Regions from separate parts of the Mus musculus genome. Here region 2 is linked to region 1. Evidence: chromatin contacts called from public promoter capture Hi-C data. All regions are on one chromosome and are shown on one strand. Each heading gives the region's core, a stretch centred on a gene start, on an enhancer-like site or on the middle of the called end of the contact. The rest is flanking DNA. Distances are from core to core; before and after follow the strand shown. Region 1 overlaps Gm31728 (predicted gene, 31728). Region 2 has its middle 18 kb from the start of Lin9.

Region 1 (7,833 bases), core at 3,328-5,827:
CTTAAGCGGGACTGCCCTGTTCTGTTTAGTTATTGGCGCTGAGGCATGTACAAGGCACATACATGCTCCGCCCCCAACCTGTAGATACTGGTTTGTGTTTTGGGGTAGATTTTTTTTTTCTTACTATGATACTTTTGAAATACATTCATGTTTTTGCATCTCTCTTAGATTAGAGTCTTAGGTCAGGGAGTATCCTGCCAATGACCAGGAGAGACACACATGGGAATGAAGGAGGTTCTATTACTTGTAGGGACATGTTGTACTTGGAGGCCATGCATGGTCGGGTGGGAAAGGGTGAAGGAGGGAGGGGAGGAGTGGAGAAGAGAAAAGACAGGAGAGGGGAGGTGATGAGAGGGGAGAAGTCGACTCCCATTGGACAAAGGATTTGAGGAGGGTGTTCAAAATATCAAACAAGTATGGAAAAGCTTTGCTCTCCATTTTTTTTTTTCTGTTTGTTTGTGTGTCCCCATGCACATACACACAAATGTGTGGCCACGGGGCCATGGACTAGTTGAATGATTTTTTTCTTAGGTACTTTATATTCTCAACATTTACGTTTAGATTTATGAGACAGGGCACAAGATTCATTCCCTCAGTCCATGTATCCAATCACTTCAGCACCATTTGTTAAGACTTCCTTAGGGCTGAAGAGATGGTTCAACAGTTAAGAGCAGAGAACCTGGGTTCAATTCTCATCCCCAAAATCGCAGCTCTCAAGACTGTCGGTAACTCCATTCCGGCTCCCAGGGTTCTGACGCCCTCTTCTGGCCTCCACAGGCACTGCATGCACACCGTGCACAGATGTAAATGCAAGCAAAACACTAATGCACAAAAAGTGAAATCAATTTTTAAAAAAAAGACTTCCTTTATCAAATATTTTAGACTCTTTGTCAAAAAGCAACTGGCTATCTCTCTACAACTTCTCTATTCTCTTATTTGCCTTTAGCCCAATACTTACTGTCCGGTTACCACAGCTTTGCAAATGTCTGGCAATCAGGCTGTGAGTCATCCAACTATTGCAAAACTATTTTGGCCATTTGAGGTGCTTTATGTTCCCGTTAAAATCTTCTTTTTTTGACATAGGGTTTTGCTATGCAGACCTAGCTGGCTTGAAACTAGGTAGTTAAACCAGGCTGGTCTTGAACCCACAGATTCACTGGCTTCTGCCACCTATGGACTTAAGGTATGTTCCACCACACCTAGTGCCTTTAAACATTTATAAGCGACTTGTCAATTTCTACCAGAAAATTAATTGGGACGATAATGGATTTATAGATAAAGGATTGACATTTTTCAATATATATGCATGGTATTTTTTTTTATTAAAATCTATCTGTGTGTGTGTGAGAGAGAGAGAGAGAGAGAGACAGAGACAGAGAGACAGAGAGACAGAGAGACAGAGAGACAGAGAGACAGAGAGACAGAGAGACAGAGAGACAGAGAGAGAGAGACTGTTTTTCAGCAAATCCTAAGAGGACTGGTATACTTCTTAACTTCTGTTGTGTCTTTTTTTTACTTCCTTCCTGGGTGCAAATTTTCACTTCACATGTATAGAACTTTTCCTATTTGGACCAAGTACCACTAAATAGTACAGCTACGTCCTCCCGGTGAGTTCTCTCTTCTCATTCTCCTCTTTGTAATATAGTGATGCATGTTGGAGCAGCCATGGATCTGAGAGAGAATTATGTGCCTATCTGAGGGGTCTTCCCTCTGCAGCTGTCTTCGGTTCAGCCCTGACTCTTGTAGTATTGTCCAGACACTCTGGCAGCCTCCAGCTACATCTGTGGACCTAACGCCAACATAGCCATGACCAGCATTAGCTCCCCCACCCACAAGCTGCCACAGACAGTCTGTCCTCCCCGAGGAGAGCTATAAAGAAGGCCTCGAGTCTCTTCCTCTGGAGTCAGATACTCTCCTGTTTCTGCCTTTGGGTTTGGGTTGTTATAGACTGCTTGAAACTGATAGGTTTTTGAGATCTTTTGTCCAGAGTTGATCGATATTGTCTGTGGGAGAATAAATATAAACTACTCTGCCATTGATTAGACTGTAAACCCCCTTAGTTACAGGACTCAAAACTATGTTAAAATGAAACTATCTGCTTTGGAAAAATGGGAAAAGAGAGTGAAAGGCAATGACTTTTGACCCAGTAGCACTAAATCCCATGTAAGTCTGAGACATGCAGGATATGGGCAGAGGTGGGGGAGGGGTGGGGACTTAGAACTGCTGGAGGTAAGCACTCCTGGGGCCTATGGATTTGTGCCCAAAGATAAGTGCATCGGTTATACAACTCTTAGTGTGTCATGTAAAGTTGCTTTGCAACTTAGATGCTCCTAGCTGTGTGAAGTAACCTGCAACTCTCATTAGCTACCTCCTGTCTTCCTCTGAGCTGGAGAATAAGATGTCTGATGCTGGAGGGCAGAGCTGGGAGGAGCCATACTGATGTGATATCACACACAGCTCTATTATCTACATTCTCCACACCAGCAAGATCCCGGGTGTGTATAAAGCAAGGAGTTTCCGTTTCCTTTCTGTTGTTCCGAGCGAACACACTGAAGACTAGTGACTTAGGAGAGGAGAAGGGCCATTTGCCTTAGGCTTACAGGCATCGAGGGAAGTCAGGGCAGGAACTGAAGGAGTAGCTTGAAGCAGAAGTTTTAGAGGGATGCCGCAGATGGCTGCATCATGCTTTGAGTTGGGGCTTTGAGCACTGTCCATCTAGGAGCTGGAGATGGGGTTAATCAATGAGGTCTACGGCATGAAGCCTCCAGGAAATCCTAATCTTTTCAAAGCCCTAAACTAGAGATGGGTAGAACACATCTCAGTGTGTGAGGAGCCATTCGGTCCCTAACACTGGGAGAAAGCAAAAACCCACAAACTGCACAATCCAGAGGGCTTCCAGGCTGGTGAACGCTGGCTTGTGTCAGGAGCATGGTGCAGGGACAAAGAGGCTCATGGGCTCAGGACCACAGCAGGCCTACTGCCCACCCTCACCTGGCTGCTCCTCTCTGTCCTGTGTAATCTTCTCTGTATTAAGCCAGGAGGCAATGTAGTGATCACTCTGCATTCAAACCCTAGGAGGCCAGGGGAACCCCCAATTTGTACCCAAGAGGTGAAATTATCCAAGACTAGAAATTGTCTCTAAAGGAGGGGTAAGTCTCAAGGGACCAAGCCCTTAGTTTGTGAGATCTGCCCTAGCTCCAGATAGCTAGTGTTAGAACTGAATTAAAGTTTCAAGTATAGACCATGACAATTGCTGGGGTCTAGAGGGTCAGATAATTGGTGGTTAGTGTGGAACTCTTCCCTGCCCCCAGTACACACTTGGTGTCAAAGTGTTCTGAGTAGAAGTGAGACCCAGAGAGAGGAAGTCCAGTCACTGAAGACCTTGATGGAGACATTGGAATACCGGCCACTTCCTCTCTCTTTGCTGCCAGGCCACCATGAGTGGAACAGGCTTCTTCTGTCACATGTCTTGGCTCTGTGTCAATATAGGCTCAAGGACAAGTGACTATGGACTCAGACTTCTGATGTCATGAACCTAAGACACTGTCCTCCTTTGAAGTTAATCCTCCCAGACATTTTTCTCTCAGCCCCAGAAAGCTGGTCAGAGCATATGGAAAGCTTCCATGGCCACAGTCGCATAAGCCAGTGTCTGTGAAGGTCTCTGTTTGTTGTAGGAGAGGAAACAGTGTGTAAATCCAAACAGTTTGAGAACTGCTGGCTTAAATGACTGAAAGGATAAGAGCAGACTCCTCAAAAGGAAACAAATGTCCTCCTCAGAGAAGCAAAATCATCCAACGGCGTGGAGAAAAGGATGGTCACGCAGTGTCCTGATGACAAGAAAGTGTCACCAGGTGACCTGAGTATAATCCTACAGGTGATGGCTGCCAATGCCCAGACTTACTGGCAAAGCCCTAATCTATATATTACACAAATTTCTCTAAAGTAGAATTGATTCTCTATCTATCTATCTATCTATCTATCTATCTATCTATCTATCCATCCATCCATCCATCTATCTATATGTACATTATATATGTATGTTTATATATGTATACATTCTATATGTATGTTTATGTATGTGCATATTTATATCTAAATATAATATAGATAGATGGTATATGTGAATATATGCATGTGTATACACACACATATACATACATAATTATTATCAGCAGGACTTAAGATTAACCTAGAGAATCAGAGAAAGACAGGGAAGCCAGTAGCTGCTTAGACTTGAAAGCCTTTGAGTAGTCATGCCCCACAGGTTGAGGACAAGGAGGCCCAGTGTATAGCCCTAGTCCAAGAACTGGAAATGCCCCTTGAGCATCCCATGCCTGTCCACATGCAAAGGCTGAAGAGTCAGATTTCCTTAGCACAGCAGCAAAACAACCATACCTGTTCATGACTGGGAGAGCATGCCTGTGGATGAGCTTGACCCTCTCTTTGCCTTTCCACTCCTCCCAGGACCCCATCCTATTACACAATGCTGTCCTCAATCAGGGCGGTTCTTCCCCACACACTCTGCAGACCCACATGTCAATCATCTCTGGAAATACCACAGAAGACATATCCCAGAAGTATGCTTTGTAGATATCTCAAGTGTCACTCAGGGCAGTGAAGCAGATAACCAACATTAGCCCTCATACCCTAGCAAGGAAAGATAAGCTTTAGCGTATCTACCTCAAGACTGATGTAACAAGGGATGCATGGCTAATGTCTGTCTGGAGGCTGGGGGTTCCTGACAGCCTGGCTCCCTTCTCTGGAGCCCCCCTGACTTAGTTTCATTGCTGTGAAGAGACACCATGACCATGGCAACTCTTATAAAAGAAATATTTAATTGGGGCTGGCTAACAGGTTCAGAGGTTTAGTCTACTCTCTGCATGGTAGAGTGTATGGCAATGTGCAGGCAGTGAGGACACTGTCTTCCACAGTCAGGAAGAGGCCCTGTCACACTGGCCAGACTTGAGCATGATAATATTGTACCTGTTTCTATTCTAATGCTAATTGGGTCCCCCAAAACTGCACAAGAGGGTCTGCATGTGGCTTCTGGGAACCTGCCCCCAGTTCATTTTGATTGGTAAATAAAGATGTCAGCAGCCAATAGCTGCTGGGGAAGAGAGATAGAGGTAGGATTTAGGGTTGGGACCCTGAAGAAGAGGGGAGAGGAGACTCTATGCTTTAGGAGTGTGTGCAGGAGAGGAGAGAAGAGAGTGGCCCTGAAGGGTAAAAACATGCAGGAAGAAGAAGCAGAGCAGCCATGTAAAGGGGCCAAGAGAACATGGCCCAGAGGGTTGCTCAACTGGGTCAAGAGCAGCCAAGATGGAATATAGAAATTAGTAAACTAGTAACTCAGAGTTATCGGTGGGAGGTAGATTCCAACAACATGAAGTTAGGCAGCTTCCCAGCTATTGAGCTGCTTAAGGTATATTAAAATATAAAGGCTCTGTGTGTGTGTGTGTGTGTCTTTCATTCGGGAACATAAACCATTGAGGTGGGAAGCAACCCTGTAACAGGATTTATTAATTAATTTTGCTACATATATGAGACCTCAGAGGCTCACCTCCACAGTGATACACTTCCTCTAACAAGGCCACACCTCCTCCAATAAGGGCACTCCTCTTATAGTGGCACTTCTCATGGGCCAAGCATATTCAAACCACCACACCTCCGACTGAGACTATTCTGACACAGAATGGGGCTCCCTGTGACTCAGAGAGCAGCTCCTTTAGGCAATACTCTGTCCACCACTGCTAGAACCCATTTGCTCATCTGTTCATCTACCTCGTGAGAAGCAAGGCTTCCAACTTCCCACATTCCCCCCAACGCCCACCCAGATCCTCATATAATAAAATTCTCAATGAGAGGCTAAGGCTAGAGGGTCATTAGTTCGAGATCAGCCTTGGCAACATTATGAGACCCATATAGCATTCTTAAAAGAAAAATAAAATTACCCAAAGGGGTATTAGAAAAAAAAAGATGAACACATGATTTTCTTCTACTTATTTCTTTTTGTATTTTACGAAGTCTAAACATTAAAAAATACCTAATTTTTAAAATAACTGCCACCCAAAATATAAATATGTAACTAAAAATTTTATAAAAGTCCAACAAAGAAAGTGTTGCCCAGAACCTAAGATGCTAAATACCCAGATCAGACTAGGCGAGGCTACACTGCAGTAGCAGATAACTGCTCAGTCTTTGGGAACTGTTTTATTACTTATGTTCTGCATATGCTGAAGTCTTAATGCTTTTTTGTCCCTTCAAAGTTGCTGTGCTAAAATACAAACCCCCATGGTTATAGGTTAAGAGGTGGAGCCTTGGGGCAGTGATCAGCCCACAGGAACACAGGCCTCATGGATGAGATCAACAAGAGGGAGATTTCAGACCTAGGTCTACTGATTCTGCGCTGTCTGCCACGTAGTCATCATAGAAGGATACTATATAAGACTACCTATAAACTAGGACGCAAGTCCTCTCCAGACAGTAAGCCTGCTAAGGTCTTGATCTTGGGCTACCCAGCCTCCAGAACAGCGGAAAAACACATTTCTATTGTTATAAGTTGCCTGCCTCTGGTGGTTTATTATAGCAGCCTGAATGGACTGAGACAGTGGCCTGTCTGTGTTAGTTGTAAGTCCTGTTCAATAGAGAAGCCTCCATTACAGCACAATTGGGCTTTTTCAAGTGTGGTGAGCATGCCCAGGTCCAGAACTTCTGTCCACAACTTCCACATGATAAGAGTCATCTGTAGTAGAGAAGGATGGTGCCCCTACAGGGGGAGGGACAGTGGACATGAGGAGTACTATGGGCTATCATTTCAATGTCAAACAGAACAAAATGAAACCCACACCACCTCAAGCCGAGAAGGGAGGCAGAGGAAGGAAACACTTACTGTCTGTTCAGGATCCACGCTGCCCCCTGCCCCCTCATTTCTCTGTAATGTGCCATGTTCCTCTGAAGGCCCTCACACTATCCTTTCACAGATGAGGAAACCGAGGCCCAGCAAGGGTAAGGAACTGCAACAGACAAGCAGAAGAGGGAGATTTCGGACCTCCGTTCATGCGTCTATGCTATCTGCCAGGTAGAACCCACTTTCTCAATTGTGTTAAGGAAAAAATTCAAGATGTTGAGCTAAGTCCACAGACTCAGAAGTAGGTTGGTGTCTAACAGGGTCAGGGAGAGGGACAGGAAACCTTTCAATTATACAACTGCCTTTTATTTTTTAAGCAATGGGCTGTTTTACAATCACACAAGCCAGATTGGCACACATTGAAGTCACTAAATACCTTAAATTAAAATGATTACTTTTTTGCAGTGATGGTGGTGGTGAAGACATGGTCTCTATATAGCCTGGCTGTCCTGGAACTCACTCTGTAAACCAGGCTGGCCTTGAACTCAGAGATGTGCCTGTCTCTGCCTTTCCGGTGCTGGGATTAAAGGTGTACACACTGCCCAGCCGTATTTTTTTCTTTTAAAGACAAGGTCTAATGTGTCCCAGGCTGGCCTCGAACTTGCTATGTAACTAGGAATGACCTTGGACTTCTAGTGACAGGATTACTCAGCCATGCATACACCAGAATTGAGTATTAAACTCAGGGTTTCCTGCATGCTAGGCAGGCACTTAGTTGAACTACATCCCCAGCCCTACAATGACAATTTTATGTTATACGAATTTCACAGTAATTAAAGGAGAAATAAAGCTACATGAGATAATGACAACTGTGGCAAATTGTTGACAATTTCAACTCACTCCACAGACCGATCCTGCGATCACAACCCCTCCCTGCCCTCACCCCGAGGCTGATTCCTAGATCTCGTTGCAATTTTATCCCAGTT
Region 2 (7,833 bases), core at 3,925-6,424, 360 kb before region 1:
TCTGGAAGAGCAGTCAGTGTTCTTAACCCTTGAGCCATCCCCCCTCTTTAAAAAAAAAAAACAAAACAAAACAGGATCTCATATTGTAGCTCTGTCCGGTTGGAAACATACTATGTGTACTGGGAATCACAGAGATCCACCTCCCTACTCCCACCTCCTTAAAGGCATGCACCACCCCATAATAGTATTTTTTAAGAGACATACCAGCTGCGCACATTGGTATCCCAGCACTCAGGAGGCAGAAGGTGATAGATCTCTGTGAGTTCAAGGCCAGCCTGATCTACACAATGAGATATAGGACAGACAGCCAGGGCTACACAGAGAAACTCTGTCTTGAAAAACAAAGAAACAAATAGAGAAAAGAAAAGGAGACAAACCATTTACTAAGGTCAGCAAGAATGTGATCTTGGGAAGACAGTGTCAAGGGACAATGCAGTAACGCTCGTCCGAGGGTAAAGGGGTGTGTGTGTGTGTGTGTGTGTATGTGTGTGTGTGTGTGTGTATGTGTATGTGTGTGTGCTCGTGCCATGGTCCATGAATGTACAGAAGCCAGGTGGCCTGCTTAAGATGTTTTTATGAGACAGGATCTCACTCACTATATAGCCCTGGCTGTCCTGGAACTTGAGATGTGCCTGCCTCTCAAGTGCTGGAATTAAAGACATGTACCACTAAGCCCGGTCACGGGGATTATTATTATTGTTTATTATTATTATTATTATTATTATTATTATTATTATTATTATTATTATTTTACATAAAACCCTACAGGCCTTTTGGGAAAGTCAGTGGAAACTGGCCCACAGAAACATTTTGAAACAGAAATGGTTAGCAGAATCAAATGTCTCTGGGGAGCAAAGCAGGAGCAGCCACAAGGCCGTTGTCACATCTGTCATCAAAGAGAGGAGGCACTGGAGGAGCAATAGGCTGAGGGCAGTCACCCCAATAAAAAGTCATGATCCCTTGTCCAGTTCTGGGAGCTGAGCCAGATTTCAGATCTGGAACTCACTCAAGAGCTAGCCAGGACCTGAGAAGGAAAGATTATGACATTGTGACAAGAGTGTACTGGAATGAGTCCTTGTTATTCCCCAGAGGGCCTCACTCAGAGCAAAGGGAAATGTAAGAGGTTTCAGGACCTATCACACACAGGGGCTGAGTTGACACTAATCGTCATAACCCTGGAGCCATCACAAGCACCCACAGGAGTTCTGCTGAGTGGTGTGGAGATGGAAGACAGTCAGTTGAATCTTGACCAAAGTCTGGTCCCCTGTGGAGCTGTTGACACGTTTGATGGTCACTTTCTGATTCCCAAAGGTGCGACTCAGCTGGAGTCAGTTCTGTTGAGGGCTTGTGGGTTAGAGTTCCCGTAAGAAGGTCAGAGGGCAAATGGAAGCCACTGAAACTTTTCCTTCATCCCCAGAGGACATTAAAGAAAAGGCAAGAGCTGAGTGTGGTGATAGGAGCCTATACCACCACTCAGGAGGCTGAGGCAGGAGACTAAAGCTTGGGAAGTCAGCCTGGGTTAGAGCCAAGAACAAGACCCTAAACAAGAAAAATAAGAAATGAAAAACAAAACCAAATCACATTCTCAGGGGAAGATGAGCACTGACATTAAGATCCACAAGTTGCCGGGCATGGTGGCGCACACCTTTAATCCCAGCACTCGGGAGACAGAGGCAGGTGGATTTCTGAGTTCAAGGCCAGCCTGGTCTACAAAGTGAGTTCCAGGACAGCCAGGGCTATACAGAGAAACCCTGTCTCGAAAAAAAAAAAAAAAAAAAGATCCACAAGTTGTCCTCTCAGACTCCATCTTTTGAAAGATTATTAGGCTAGCCAGGGATCCATCCATCCGTCTGTCCATCCATCCATCCATCCACTCATCTCTCTAGTGTGTATGTGCAGAGGTCAGATACAACCTACAGGAGTCTGTCCCCTCCTTCCACCATGTGAGGCCTGGGCCATATCAGCCTTATTGGCAAGTGCATTTACCCAGTGAGTTATCTTAGCAGCCCTATGTATTTATTTTTATTTATGTGTATGTGTGTAAGTGTATGTCGTGTGCGTGTGGGTACCCCAGGAGGCCAGAAGAGGGCTAAGTTACAAGCAGTGGGAAGCTACTTGACCTGGGTACTGAGACTAGGACTCAGGCCCTCTGGAAGAGCAGTGAATGCTCTTAGCTGCTGAGCCATCTCTCTAGCTTCTTAGACTTGATTTTTAAAGAAACCACTAGAAATTTAACACAAGTTTGTACGTAAGTTTCTTTCTCTCCCTCTTCCTTCCTTTCTTCTTTTCTTTCTTCCTCCTCTTCTTTCTCCCCTTTCCTCTCCTCTTCCTCTTTCTCCGTTTTTTTTTTTTGTTTGTTTTTGTTTTTGTTTTAAATTAAGACATGGTTTCTCTGTGGTATAGCCCTGGCTGTCCTGGAACTTCCTCTGTAGACCAGGCTGCCCTTGAACTCACAAAGATCCACTTGTCTCTCTCTACTGGGGAGCCATTACTACCCAGCTCACAAGTTTCTTACCACTTGTAAAATCATGCAGTCAGTCTCATATATCTCTGCTGGTTAGGTTGTTTTGTTTTGTTAATTTTAACTATCAGCTTAACACAACCAAGAATCACCTTGGACCATGGAGATGTCAGGATATTTTATCACAGCCACACTTTCAACAAATGAATCCAAATGGTTACTCTGCCATCTAAAGAGTGGAGCGGGACAAACGCTGGCTGCATGGGCAGTGAGTAAAAGAGCTAGTGGGAGTGCAGGTTTCTTGGAACTTATTAAAAACAGAGTTGGGGGGTGGGGAAGGGAGCTGGAGAGGTGGCTCAGCAAGTAAGAGCATGGACTGCTCTTCCAGAGGTCCTGAGTTCAATTCTCAGCAAACCACATGGTGGCTCACAACCATCTGTAATGGGATCTGATGCCCTCTTCTGGTGTGTCTGAAGACAGCTACAGTGTACTCACACACATACAATAAATAAAATCTTTTAAAAAAAATCTTGTTGCAGGATGGATTATAGATTAAAAGCACCAAGTTTTTCCAGAGGACTTGGGTTCAGTTCTCAGCATCCACACAGCAGCTCACAACCATCCATAACACGTATACAAAATATACATACACATAAGAAGATAAAAATGATTACATCTCTTTTATAAAATGAGGGCTGGAAACTCAGGCGAAAAGAATACTTGTTGCTCTTGCAGGTTTGGCATGGGTTTGATTCCCAGCCCCTACATAGTGCTTACAACCATCTGCAATTCCAGTCCCAGTGGATCCAGCACCCTCTTGTGGTCTCTCAGGGTACTGCAAGCACATAGTACACAACTACATTAAGTCAAAGCATCTATACACATAAAATAAATGAAACTGGAAAAAAAAAGTTTTAAAATGTGAGCTGGGTGTGTCACTTGGGAGGCTGAGCCAGGATGATCTCAAGTTCAAAGTCAGTCTTGGCTACTTGGCCAGATCTTGTTAAAAAATAAATCCGGGCGGTGTCACCACATGACTTTAATGTCAGTGCTTGGAAAGCAGAGGCAGGCCGATCTCTGTGAGTTTGACCATAGCCTGGTCTACAGAGTTAGTTCCAGGACAGCCAGAGCTACAGTACAAAGAAACCCTGTCTTGATAAGTCAAAACAAAACAAAAAAAAAGTAGAATACACCTTTAAATCCAGTGCTTTGAAGGCTCTGGGAGGATCTCTATGAGTTCAGATATGTGCATCCAGATATGTCCTCTGTCCCTATCTGATACACTTAATATTGTGTGCACTGTGTGTGCAGTGGGACTCTGGATCCTGCCCATGCTAGGCAAGTGCTCCATCACTGAGCTCCGCTCTGGCCCTTTCCGCGTGGTTTCTGGAGGGCACTTTAGCTGCCAGGGTTTGTAGGTTCATTGCGAGCTAAGAGTGGAAACCAAGCAAGTATGTGCTAACTTTTTGTGTAGTCACCAATTCTGCGAGAGATTCCGATGTGTGGTCATAATTGGGAAACACAGGCTTGAAGTCTGATTGCTCCCGAGTTGAGATGTTTGTGTGGCTGTCAGAAAAACACATGCGGTGAGGAGAGAGAGTGATTGTCAGGCTGGTGAAAAACAGTGTCTGTCTGTCCTGTCCACTCCACCAAAGGCAAAGCACTCATAGGTTCATTGATCGCTGCTCTCTTTCAACAAACACATTTGTGACTCAAGCCTTTAATCCCAGCACTCAGGAGGCAGAAGCAGAGACTCGTGGACTACTAAGTCTGAGTTCTGCAGAGCAAGTTCCGGGACAGCCAGGTCTACACAGAGAAACCTTGTCTCTGAAAATAAGTGTGTGTGGCTCCACAGTGTCCAGATAGGCATGAGAGGGGACAACAAAGCTTCAAAGATGGGACGAGTCAGGAAAAGCACACATCACGGCCAGGCCCAGGGCTTAACTAGGAGAGGCGGGGCAGGCCTGGGGCATAACTAAGGAGAGGCGCGGCAGATTTAATTTGCAGTGCACAAACTCATTAGCTGGACACAGAAGATGGAAGAATACAAAAATAGACAGGATTGTGCCTGTCAGAACACTGTGCCCTGAACAAAGGACAAAAGGAAGGCACAGAAACGCACAACTGCTCCTGATAGATTAAGGCCCACTGAAGAGGGAAGAAAGATTTGTTAATTGAGAAAATACCTCAATCAGACTGGCCCCTAGGCAAGTCTGTAGGGCATTTTCTTGATTAATGGTTGATGTAAGGATCTGACCCACCATGGGCAGTGCCACCCCTGGGCAGATGGATGAGATGACAAAGCCACAGGGAAGCCATGGGAGCAAGCCACCAAGTAGCACTCCTCCGTGGTCTCTACATCACTTCCTGCCTCAGCGGATGGTGACTAAAGGCAAACAAACTCTTTCGTTCCCGAGTTGCTTCTGGTCACAGAGTTTTACCACAGAAATAGGAACCTAGCTATGATAACTACACTATCACTTATCAGAAAAGAAAAATCAAATTGTTTCATTTTGGTGGTTATTTTCTAGACAAATGAATGAATTATAAATGCATATTAATATACTGGCACTCAGCACGGTGATGATCTTTGAGATTGTTTCTAAGCATATATTTTGAGAAATCATACAACTTTTTGGCCAGTGAGATGATTCATGGGTAAAGGCTCCTGCTGCCTATCCCACCTGACAACCTGAGTGACCCCAGAGAGCCACCTAATGGAGGCAATGACAACTTCATGTGTACACCCCACCCCCACAGACACAGACACACACAGAGGCACACACAGGCACACACACACAACTTCTACATGCTGTGGCACATGAATGTATACATTCAAATATAACTCAAGAACACTGTAAATCTAGGTTCCTCCCAGGATTTTAATAACCTCGGTTACAGTCTTCTCATAGCACTGCTGGCACACGTATTCTCAGCAAATGAGAGCAGCCCTATGCCTAGCCACTGGGCACACACAAGCGCCTCCTATAGCAGACTCAGAGCCGTTCAGTTCAGTGGCTCATTCATGCTCCCTGGTGAAGTTCTCCCAAGATGACAGCCCCATACGTTGTGTGGCTTCTCCTTCTGCATTTATTGTATTTCTGGCAAGTAGTTGTGACCCACAACGGCTGGCTTTAGAAAGAATACAGCTGCAGAGAGAAGAGATGCTGGATTTTAGCAGGGATGGAAGAAACTTTCCTGGAACATGGATGGGGGGTGGGGTGGGGTGGGGGATGTCCTCTAACTCCACGGAGGAAATCTTAAACATTTCTTTTGCCTCAGTGTGTCAGCCTGATGTCACTGTAACAGAGTACTGGATAAAGGACTTAAGAAGTACAGAGGATATTATTGGTTCATTGTTCAGAGGTTCAAATCCAAGGTCACATGGTCCTATTAGTTTGGGTTGCTGCAGAAGGTGGCAATGTCACAACAGGAGACAGGATCAGAGCACACTGCTCACAGCTCAAGCCAGAGCAGAAGAATCAGAGACCCTTTTAGGGGCATGTCCCTCAGTGGTCTAAAAACCGGCCATGGGGGTCCTATTTTTTTTAAGGGCTTCTTAAAAGATCACTTACTTATTTTAATTTTATGTGCATTGGTATTTGCCTGGATATATGTTTGTGTGAGTGTGTCTGATACCCTGGAACTGAAATTACAGACAGTTGTGAGCTGCCATGTGGGTGCTGAGAACTGGACCCAGGTCTTCTGGAAGAGCAGCCAGTGCTCTTAACAGCTGAACCATCTCTCCAGCCCCAAAGGCCCCACTTCTTTTTAAAAATGTATGTGTTTGAAGCTGGGCATGGTTTCACGTCAGTACTAGGGAGGCAGAGGCAGGCAGATCTCTGAGTCTGAGGCCACAGATTGAATTCTAGGACAGTCAGGGCTACACAGAGAAACCCAGTATGGGGAGGGTAGGTATGTGTTTGAGGGGTTTTTTGTTTTTTTTTTTGGTTTGTTTGTTTGTTTTTGCCTGTATGTATGTCTGTGCACCAGAAGAGGGCTTTGGATCCCCCTGGGTAGGCCCAACCTTTTAAAAACCCTGGCACTCCCCAATACCACCACCAGGTAGAACTGTTTGCAAGCACGTTTTGTGGCCGCCCAGAATCTGGGGAGAGAAAGAGCATGTGGGAAGGCAAGGTGAGAAAGCTGGGGCTGGATAGAACTGCTTGCTTGCTGCTTCTTACTGCTCTGAACGTGTCAGCTAGCAAGACACAGTTAATGTTCTGTTTAGGACTTGTGATGGTTTGTATGTGCTCAGCCCAGGGAGTAGCACTACTAGGTGTGGCCTTGTTGGAGGAAGTGTGTCACTGGGGGCGTGGGCTTGAATACCCTCACCCTAGCTGCCTAGATGCCAGTCTTCTGTTTGCCTTCCGAACAAGATGTTGAACTCTCAGCTCCTTCTGTGCCATGCCTGCCTGGGCACTGCCATGCTTCCGCCTTGATGATAATGGACTGACCCTCTGAACCTGTAAGCCAGCCTTAATTAAATGTTGTCCTCCTAAGAGTTGCCTTGGTCATGGTGTCTGTTCACAGCAGTAAAACCCTAAGGCAGTACTTATGGAAATAAAAGTATGGGGCTGTCGGGAGGTACATTTGGGAGCCAGGGATATAACTCAGTGAGCAGGGTACATAGCATGCATGCGTCCCAAGGTTCAGTCCCTAGCACTGAAAAAACAGGGCATGGTGGAGTGCAACTGCAGACACAGCCCCTGGGAGGTGAAGGCAGGAAGATCAGTGGTTTAAGGTAATTTTTGGCTACATAACAAGTTTGAGGCTAGTCTGAACTACATAAGACCCTGTCAAGAAACAAGAAGAAAAAGAGAAGCCTGAATGCTAGGCAAGCAGTCTACCATTGAACTATAGTCCTCGTCCCCTGGGAAGCCAAGTCTTGATGGGACCTGGGGAGGATTAGGAGGGAGGGGCAGCCGGGGTTTCCCACCTGTAGCCTTTCTTCAAATTCCCCAAACTCCCCAACAGTGCTTTAGCCTCCTCCATTTGTACCCTCAGTGAACCCCTGTGGATGATTTTGGCAACTTCTAGAGGGGGAGTAATTGTCACACAGCCTACGGCTCTGGCAGAAGATTCTGGCTTATAACAAACCACACTTTCTTTTCTAACAACAGACTCAGTGTCCTGTAAGGTGAGAGATCCAAGCAATGTCCACTTAACTAGTGCTTGGGTTCTGAGTGAAGAACTGCTTTGGCAAAAGTCTGTTCTAAACTCAGTGTTGTTGTTGTGTGTGTTTGCCTGTGTGGGTATGCACTCCTGTGTACATGGATGCATGTGTGTATGTGTGCATCCGTGCATGCATCTGTGGGTACGTCTGTGCGTGCATGTATATATCTGTGCAAGTGTGTGCGTATGTGTGCATG

Evidence for each region. Promoter capture Hi-C pulls out the DNA fragments that hold promoters and counts their contacts.
Region 2: a contact with region 1 is called in a promoter capture Hi-C map of the HPC-7 cell line. The contact joins two enhancer-like sites. A contact is called at or near these places in 9 of 39 promoter capture datasets (3T3-L1-derived adipocytes, the HPC-7 cell line, embryonic stem cells and 5 more), 2 of 484 Hi-C or Micro-C datasets (cardiomyocytes and embryonic stem cells), 2 of 115 datasets of contacts at active chromatin or transcription factors (astrocytes and extraembryonic endoderm stem cells) and 1 of 9 other capture datasets (liver).

The regions. Positions count from the first base shown.
Region 1 is chr1:180,256,730-180,264,562 of GRCm38.p6, reverse strand. It overlaps Gm31728 (predicted gene, 31728), which reads right to left. Exons shown (of 3, transcript NR_168339.1): 2 at 6,890-7,013. It also overlaps a transcript of Psen2 not described here. Among named protein-coding and RNA genes, the nearest start is that of Gm31728, 4.2 kb to the right of the region's middle. Within about 2 kb of position 4,577, at least 3 of the 459 cell types and tissues checked have an H3K27ac peak or open chromatin away from gene starts, as enhancers often do. A contact at or near this core is called in the HPC-7 cell line, where this site is marked.
Region 2 is chr1:180,619,547-180,627,379 of GRCm38.p6, reverse strand. No RefSeq gene overlaps it. Among named protein-coding and RNA genes, the nearest start is that of Lin9, 18 kb to the left of the region's middle. Within about 2 kb of position 5,174, at least 5 of the 459 cell types and tissues checked have an H3K27ac peak or open chromatin away from gene starts, as enhancers often do. A contact at or near this core is called in the HPC-7 cell line, where this site is marked.